Regions from separate parts of the Mus musculus genome. Here all the other regions are linked to region 2. The links are chromatin contacts, called in public ChIA-PET and Hi-C maps. All regions are on one chromosome and are shown on one strand. The core of a region is the stretch at or near the end of the contact, and the rest is flanking DNA. Distances in the headings are between cores, read along the strand shown.

The links. A called contact is a pair of places that touch in the nucleus more often than the background predicts. ChIA-PET counts read pairs in DNA pulled down with a chosen protein or histone mark.
Region 1: an RNA polymerase II ChIA-PET map of memory CD8 T cells shows a contact between it and region 2, with 38 read pairs. The contact joins two enhancer-like sites. A contact is called at or near these places in 3 of 39 promoter capture datasets (cranial neural crest, frontonasal cranial neural crest and second pharyngeal arch cranial neural crest), 1 of 484 Hi-C or Micro-C datasets (nephron progenitors), 3 of 115 datasets of contacts at active chromatin or transcription factors (T-cell acute lymphoblastic leukemia, embryonic stem cells and memory CD8 T cells) and 1 of 9 other capture datasets (embryonic stem cells).
Region 3: a contact with region 2 is called in a Hi-C map of Th1 cells, with 2.0 times the contacts expected there. The contact joins two enhancer-like sites. A contact is called at or near these places in 25 of 484 Hi-C or Micro-C datasets (B cells, the Ba/F3 cell line, the G1E-ER4 cell line and 13 more), 3 of 115 datasets of contacts at active chromatin or transcription factors (CD4 single positive thymocytes, large pre-B cells and thymic regulatory T cells) and 2 of 9 other capture datasets (embryonic stem cells and liver).

Annotation. Positions count from the first base shown.
Region 1 is chr12:103,115,501-103,118,200 of GRCm38.p6, forward strand. All of the region lies in intron 30 of Unc79 (unc-79 homolog), which reads left to right. Among named protein-coding and RNA genes, the nearest start is that of Prima1, 130 kb to the right of the region's middle. Within about 2 kb of position 1,346, at least 26 of the 459 cell types and tissues checked have an H3K27ac peak or open chromatin away from gene starts, as enhancers often do. A contact at or near this core is called in memory CD8 T cells, where this site is marked.
Region 2 is chr12:103,331,730-103,334,484 of GRCm38.p6, forward strand. It overlaps Asb2 (ankyrin repeat and SOCS box-containing 2), which reads right to left. Exons shown (of 10, transcript NM_023049.1): 6 at 1,563-1,808. Among named protein-coding and RNA genes, the nearest start is that of Gm15523, 3.8 kb to the right of the region's middle. Within about 2 kb of position 1,347, at least 67 of the 459 cell types and tissues checked have an H3K27ac peak or open chromatin away from gene starts, as enhancers often do. A contact at or near this core is called in Th1 cells, memory CD8 T cells and regulatory T cells, where this site is marked.
Region 3 is chr12:103,490,107-103,492,806 of GRCm38.p6, forward strand. No RefSeq gene overlaps it. Among named protein-coding and RNA genes, the nearest start is that of Ifi27l2b, 34 kb to the left of the region's middle. Within about 2 kb of position 1,290, at least 12 of the 459 cell types and tissues checked have an H3K27ac peak or open chromatin away from gene starts, as enhancers often do. A contact at or near this core is called in Th1 cells and regulatory T cells, where this site is marked.

The DNA.
Region 1 (2,700 bases), core at 96-2,595, 220 kb before region 2:
GGCTTGGGCCAGGGGTTAGGGGTTATTTCACTCGCCATAGCCACCCTCAGGCCATTATTTCCTTACCTCTAAGACCTACAGCTGCTGTCATCTGACCATCAGACACACAGTCTCATTGTTCATTACTACTCCCTTGCTCTTGGATCCATCAACACATATGTCCCTGTCAACATTCTTACTGGTATTAAGTGTTGTCTTCTGACACTCTGGCTTCCCAGTTTTGTGAACTGGCTTACTTTGCTGCTCCCTGTGTATAGATGAAATACGGCCAGCTGGTTTCCTGCTGGCGTCACCACACAGTACATTTCCCAGCATGGTGGACTCTATCTCCCTGGAACCATGGGGTTCAAGGCACTCATTTCGATAATCAACTACAACCTTCCTGTGATTTCAACTCTAGCTACTGTTCTTTGCTTAGCGGCTCTTCTCACTCTCCTGGCCAGTACTTACTGACCCTACTGTCTTTTTAGTATCTTCTACTTCATATCTTTCTTTTTCCCCTTAAGGTCAAGTCCACCAGTATTACTCATCCCTACCTGTATCCTTTCTGGCATTTCCTTTTTCAAACATGCTTGGATAAATACATCCCTCATGAAGTCACACTCCCCCTGCACGAGTACCTGCCCCATATGATGGATATGTTTAGATAAAAAAATGTATAATGTGGATCCTGTGGTTTTAGAGTCACAGTGACAAACCTTAACTGGGAAGTTACCCACCAGTTATATGGTGTTTCCCAGTCCACAGTTCACTCTCCCACTTAACTGTTTCATAGCCAGTTTTCTCCCCAGAGGTCTATTGACAAGATGACAAGATCACAAAGACACGCTTCCTCTCCACGCTCCTCCCCACCTCCTCCCTCCTCCCCACCTCCTCCCTCCTCCCCACCTCCTCCCTCCTCCCCACCTCCTCCCTCCTCCCCTGGCATTTATATTTAAACATTTGGTTTCCGGTCAAATCCAGATTCTTTTATCTACCCTGGAATACAGGCAACGTTCTCCACTCTTTGTCCTCCATGATTTTTACTTTTAAAGGACTTCTAACTTGAGCATGCAGACATAATCTTATTTTGCTCTTTATTTAAAAATAAAAAAAGACTCCTAAAGCCAGTGCTTTGCTTTTCTCTCCACGTGTGGTGGTAAAAATACTATGACCACCAAACACAACACGAGAAAGAATTTATTGTGCCTCACAGTTCAGGGGGATAGAGCCCATCAAGGTGGGGAAGGCCTAGCATAGCAGCAGCAGGGAACTGGCTGGTCGTTTTTATCTATACACAGGAACCAAAGAGAAAAGAAACAGGATGTGGGGCCAGGCTCCACCCTTAAAGCCACAACCGCACACTTCCTCCATCAAAGCCTACCTGCTAAAGGTTCCAGGTTGGGAGAGTATTTTCGTACACCGTGTGAAGATGTTTCTGTCCTGCCTCATCTGACTAAGGTGCCTTCTAATTGGTGTAATAAAGAGCTGAACGGCCAATAGCTAGGCAAGAGAGCATAGGCGGGACATCCGGCAGAGATAGGAACTCTGGGCAATAGTCAGAGGCAGGAAGATTCACCAACCAGACTTGGAGGACATCGGACATACAAAACCGAGGAAAGGCAACAAGTCACATGGCAGACCATAGAATACATGGGTTACTTTAAGTTAAGAACTAGTTGAGAGTCTGCCAAGCTAAGGACTAGAGCATTCATCATTAATAAAAGGTCTCTGTGTCATTATTCCAGAGAAGGTGATCCAAGAATGCCATGTTATATTTGGCACCCAACATAGGGCATCATTTATAACAGGACCATCTTGAACCCACCAGCTTCCAGAAATGACTGGGAGACCTTTTGCTCTTATGGAAGCTTGGCCTTAGCTTGGCAGACTCTCAACTACCTCATCTAAGCAAACCCAACCATCTAGCTCTGTCCCGCCACATGGCTTGTTAAGTCGTCTCCGTAGTAACACCTAGTAACTTCCTCTGCATCTGGCTGGCAGATCTTTCCGTGCCTGACTCCTAGAGTCTTCTCTCTCCCTGAAAGTCCGGCATCTCCTCTCCTTCCTCAGCTGTTGGCTATTCAGTTCTTTATTAAACCAATCAGAAGGTGTAGGGAGAAATGTTTACAAGAAATAATGCAGCCATATGAATAACAATACCAGAGTCAGGCCCGCACGCCAACTCTCTGCTGGCAGAGAGATCAGCGTTTGAATAATTGAAAGAACAATCTTTACACAGTGCACAAAAACACCCTCCTGACAGTTCCACAACCTCCCCAAACAGCCACCAGCTGGGGGCCAAGTGATCAGCTACGCTAGCCAATTTGGGACATTTATCATTCCAACCACCACAGGCAGTTCTTTTAACAATCACTTCTCTCTCCAGTTTTCGTCCAGAATATTTTTTTTCCTTTCGCCCTCTTCCCACTAGAACAACAAAACTGTATTTCCCAAGGTCACCGAGGCACTCCATTGCTAAAGCCAATGGTCAGCTCTTGAAGCATCTCCTCTGGCAGAGCTACAATATTTTACATAACTGATTAACCCTACCTCAAGTGGATACTGCATGCGCCTGGTTTCCTTCCATTCAGTAATCACTACTTCTCTCTCCTGTTAGTTCTTCCTCATTTCCCAGAGGGAGTGCCATCCCGGGTTGTTTCTCCACCTCTAAGGTCACCACTCACCTTGTTGGTGATCTCATCTACTGAGACAACTGTC
Region 2 (2,755 bases), core at 97-2,596:
CTCACCCTTTCCGATGACTTCATTTTCAGCAGCGGAGGACTTGTCCTGGCCTTCTGAGAAGAGCACCAGGCCTTGAGGGCTCATCAGGACCATGAAAGTTTCTGTACCATGACTCCCAAGCTCTGGGGCCTTAGACAGCTTTTAGAAGCCTCAGTTTACCTGCTTGTTAGTCAAGAGTCATAGTCCTGCCCTCTCCTGTTTAGGGTGAGGTGTAAATAACATAACAGAAACATAGCACCAGCCTCAGAAGCCACTGCTGTCTAGACAGAGCTCAGGGCAGAGACTGTCCCTTCCCTCAGAGGAACAGTATAGGGACACCTTTAACAAGCCCCTGGGCCTCATGCTTAGGCTCCCCCGCAGGCCTAGGCTTGAGCAAAGCAGCCTGCTCACATAAGGAAAATATTTGTATAGGAACTGGCTTTAACTCCCCATGAAGGGAGCAGTCCCTGCCTCAATATCGGCAGGGAAGAGGGCGACTGCCTGGAGAGGAGGTCCCCCTCACCCACTGCACCCTTGCCCTCAGCACAGCTTGCTGGCCTGGGCTCCAGGACTCCACTGAGTTGTCAGAGTGTTCATTGCAGTCATCCCTGGCTAAGAGCCTTAGTCAGGCCCAGGGTCCATCTCCTAGGCTGAGAGGCAGACACAGGTCAGATCCAGGCTCTTACAGTGAGCAATCACTTAACCTGTCTGAGCCTCGATCCCCTCAAGTATACAGTGGGGTTAGGATGGGTCCCCTGGGCCACACTCTACCTATCTGTCATAGGTCCATGCTTAGCAGGAGGCCTGACACACAGTAGGTCCTCACTGGTTTGTTGCAGCACAGCCCCAACACTTCTGCATAGTCTCGGCCTCTCCAGTTCTCCAGACAGAACTTCCTTCCATTGAGAGGGAAAGACAATCGCAGGAGAGCTTGGAGTGGGTTGTCAAAATACTCAGTTTTTATTCATGTTTTTGAGGTCTTTGCTACTGCAACATCATGGTGCAAGCAGTATGGTTTTAGTTTCTCCTGTTACGGTTTTTTTTGTTTTTGATTTTGTTTTGTTGTTGTTGTTTTTCTTTTTCTTTTTTTTGGGGGGGGGGGGGGAAACTAGGGCAGAGACCTGGGTTCAAATCCCATTTGTATCAATAACCTACTGTGTGATCTTGGACAAATCACTTTCCCACCCTGGTCCTTCCTTGGTTTTTATCACCTGCAAAACAAGGATGTGATCTCCATCTGAGGTCTTTCTGTCCCAGCAGTGTGATGTGTAGTGGTTTGGGCATCAAGAGTCCAAGAATCTAGATAGCTCTACAGCTAATTCCGTAGCTAAGTCACTTCCCCTTTGCAGGCCTCAGATTCCTCTTTTGTGAAAGGAGGATGTTGAGCTCGATCTGAGATAGTAAGACAGGAAGCACCTAGCAGCATCTCTCCATAGCTCTACAGAACCTAAACCTGGCCTAAGAGTCCTCCACACAGCCCTGTGGGGCTCTGGATCAGAGGATGCCACAAGATGACCCCAGTGCAACTTCCCCTCCCAGCTGACCTCTGAGGTCTTTGGTAGCTGTTCTGTGTGGCCACTCACCATGCTTGGCCAGGAACCTCAGGGCCTCCAGCTGCCCACTCTGGGCAGCCACAAACAAAGGGGTGATGCTGTAGACATTCTTGGCCTCCACCTTGGCCCCGCCACTCACTAGGATCTCCATGACCTCCAGGTCATTGCGGGAGACAGACTCGTGCAGTGCGGTCCAGCCCCTGTTACAGCGGTGGTTGGCGTCTGCGTTGTATCGCACCAATATCCTCACCGCCTCCGCGTTCTTGCGCTCACAGGCTGGACCCAGGAGAAGTAAGACAGTCAGTGTAGCCCTGAAGGTTTGACACATCCTTCCAACTACCCTTGAAGAACGCAACGTCAGTGCCTACGTCTGTAAATGAGGTGGGTGGAACACAGAGATGGCAAGCGTCTTACTCAGAGTCACTCAGAGACTAAGTGTCAGTACTGGGATCCAAACCCAGGAAGTCATGCCCCCTAGAATGCTATCTACAGAGCAAAGGCTGCTCATTTAGCTTGGCTTTATCTTCTGAGTACAACCCATCTTTCTCAGCCTCCTCAAACCTCCTCTTCAACTTCCTCTGTCAAAAGACCCCAAATGTGCCCTTGGCTCTGGCCCATAGTTCTCACTAGGGAGCTATAGAGGGTGTTGGAGTCACCAAGGAATGTGAGCCGATTAATGGCTTTTGAAGCCTCCCTGGAGAGGGGACAGCAAGCAGGGGAAACAGCTGCCTATGGTGTTTCAAGGGGTTTCTCTCCCCACCTCATGAGCGCTAGTCTTCTCTCTGTGAACCACACAGCAAAGCCTTCCTAGAGGAGGCTCCAGGGAGGGTCCACAGGAGGCCAAATCCAGGAGCCAGGAGCTGGGGGCTTCGGTACCTAATAGGTCCAACCAAGGCCAAGCCACCAAGCTGGTATTTGGCATGCTTCCTACAGCTCTCTTTGGGACAGCTGAGGTCTCAGGTAACAGCTAAGGGCCCCATAGAAGACACATCCATGTTGCGTTCAGGTGCCTGCAGAATATTATATGTGCTGGATGCCAAATCACAGATGTGCCTTTGGTCCTTACGTCTGAAATGAGAACCCTAGTGCTGAGCTGGCCAGGAGGCTTTTGCTTACATAAACATGGCAGAGGTACACACCCCTTCTCCTACCCTCTGGCTTTTGCCCATGCTGTTGCAGAAGCTTAGCCAGCTGGTAAATCCCTTCCTGTTGGGGTTCAGCCC
Region 3 (2,700 bases), core at 40-2,539, 160 kb after region 2:
TGCCCACTGGCCTGGCGGCAAAAGCCCCACCACTTGCTCCTGTTCCTGTCCCCAACATTAGGTTTCTAATTGTCTCCCACAACAGGGACTTCTAGAGGAGTATTTCACTGGAGTTTGAGAAAACTAGAGAGTCTCTGCTGCTAATTTTTTTTCATCTCCAGAAGGCAGCCAGGTGACTGGGGTTGGTCAAAGCAGCAGAATTCAACTAGAAGGTTCTGTAGATGAACTTTCCAGAAGGTTCTATAGTTGGTTCTGGGCAGTCCCAGAGGATGACTGTCAAACTTGACAGATAAAAGTCTTGTCTCCAGTGGACTGATAAGATGAACACACGGATAATAGAAAGGGCCTGGAATTGAGAGGTTACGTCAGATCTGGGAGGAGTTCCAGGAGGGAAGTGTGTGATTAGAAAATATTGTATGAAAGAAGTTTTATTATTTTTTTTTTATTAAATCAGATTTTAAGCAGAAAGAAGTGTTGGAAGAGGCAGTCAGGAAGGTATGCAGTAGGAAGTCTCTCCAGTAGTCACACTTACCGACTTAGTGGTTCTGAAGTTACGGATGAAGAAGTTGCTGAAACCTTCTTCTCTCTTTTTGGCTAACGATAATATAGGGTCTGTAGATGTGGGATTATAGTCTGAAGACATAAAACTAGGAGCTTTTAGGTTTGCATGCTAGGTTAGGATGAGCCCTTTCACTGTTAACTGGGTTGCTGGTAGTTTCTAGAAAACATCACGTCTACAGCTTGGAGGGAGAAAGGTCTTCTGGTGACCCAGAGTCCCGTGTAGCCCAGAGGAGACTTTGGGGGCATTCTCCTAGCTCTGCGCTCTTATGCTCTCTTCATAAAGCAACAGGCACACAAGAGGCCAGTGTCTCTGTCCCTTCCTGCTGTAAAATACCTGGGACTAGTTGACTTATAAAGAGCAGCAACGTCTTACAGGGCAGATGCAGGATGCTTAAGACCAAAGTCCAAAGATGCCCCACAATCATGCTGCATTTGGGTAACCCTCACCCCGTTCTTAGGCAGGATGGAGGATGTGATCAGCCCTAAGCCAGTGGCATTCATCTCTACATACAGCCTTTCACCAGGTTTGTCAACCTGGGTCCCTCACAAGTGGAGACTGCTAACACCGAGGACCCAACCACAGCCTCCAAGGACACATGACTGGACAAGCCATTGGACTTCCCAGAAGACATGGGCAAGGGAGTCCTGAAGAGCCACTAAGCTGCTATTAGCAGATCCATTAAGCTGCCATCAGCACAATAGACAAGAAAGCTGAGTGTTTCCAAGAGAGAGAATTAGTCAGCAGAGGGGACAGACCACAGTGCCACACAACTTCCTGGAAGAACTTATCTGCCTAAGTTACCCCAACTCACACACACACACACACACACACACACACACACACACACACACACACTCACATACACTCCTGACAGTAAAGTTTGGTTGCATGTATCACTGAATCATGCTGCTTGAAGAAGACAGTGGTCACCCTTAGGGAAGGGACAGAAGGGCCTGGGAGGGAAGGAAGGGGAAGGGAAGAGGTGGGGGAGAGAACAGGAAGCAGCCTTCTGGGACTTGGAGCATGGCTTTATAAAAGCGTTTCCAGATGTTTGTGTATAATTTGTGCACATGTACATATGTTTCTGCATGCACAATTATATCTCCATTAAAAACTCAAGGGGGCTGGAGGCAGCTCGGCACTTAGGAGCTGAACAGAGTTGTTCTTGCTTAGGACCAAGTTTGGTTCCCAGCGCTTACATCAGACAGCCTGTGTCCATTTTTAAAAAATGAAAGTTTTGGGGAATTTTTTTTTTTTTTTTTTTTTTTTTTGATGCAGGAAATGTAGGTGTGGCCACCCAGCTGGTTCTGGATCCTTGACAGAAAATGGGAAATTCCCTGTCAAAAGCAAAACAAGGGGTCGGAGAGGTGGCCCCATAGGTAAGAGCATTTACTGCTCTTCAGAAGACACGAGTTTGGTTCCCCGCATCACACGGAGCTTTCCAATCCTCTGTGGGCACTCAGCAACTGCACATGTGTGCAGACGGGCAAAACACTCTGCTTGTGCACACAAAAATAAACCTAAAGCATTTAAAAACAAAACAAATCAAAAACCCTTTGTTCACCAAGTGGCATCATTAAAAAAGGGGGGGGCAAGTAGAGATTAAAAAACAAACAAACATGGCTTATAAGGCCATGTTATACTCCACAAAGACCTCAGAACTAGAAATATGGAAAGTATTCAAAAGACAGCCTGATTTCTAATGGGAAAGCCGGGTGTGGTAGTGCAGGCCTGGAATTCTCCCATGCAAGAGATGGTGATAGAAAGACTCTGGCCTTGGGGCCTTCCTACTCTACAGAGTGAGATCCTGTCTTAAAACAAGATGGGGAAAAAGAGTGTGTTTGTGTATGTTCATGTATATGTGTGTGTATGTTTGTGTGTGTGTGTGTTTGTGTGCTTGATTGTGTGTGTATGTATGCATGTTTGTATGTGGTGTGTTTGGGTGTCCATGTATGTATGTGTGTATATATGTGTGTGTGCGCTTGCATTTATGTGTGTATATGTGCATATTTGTGTGTGGTGTGTTTGTATGTGTTGCTGCATATATATGTGCATGTTTCCTTGTGTATGCTTGTGTTTGTGTGTATGTGTTCATGTTTAAATATGGTGTGTTTATGTGTGCATATATGTATGTGTGC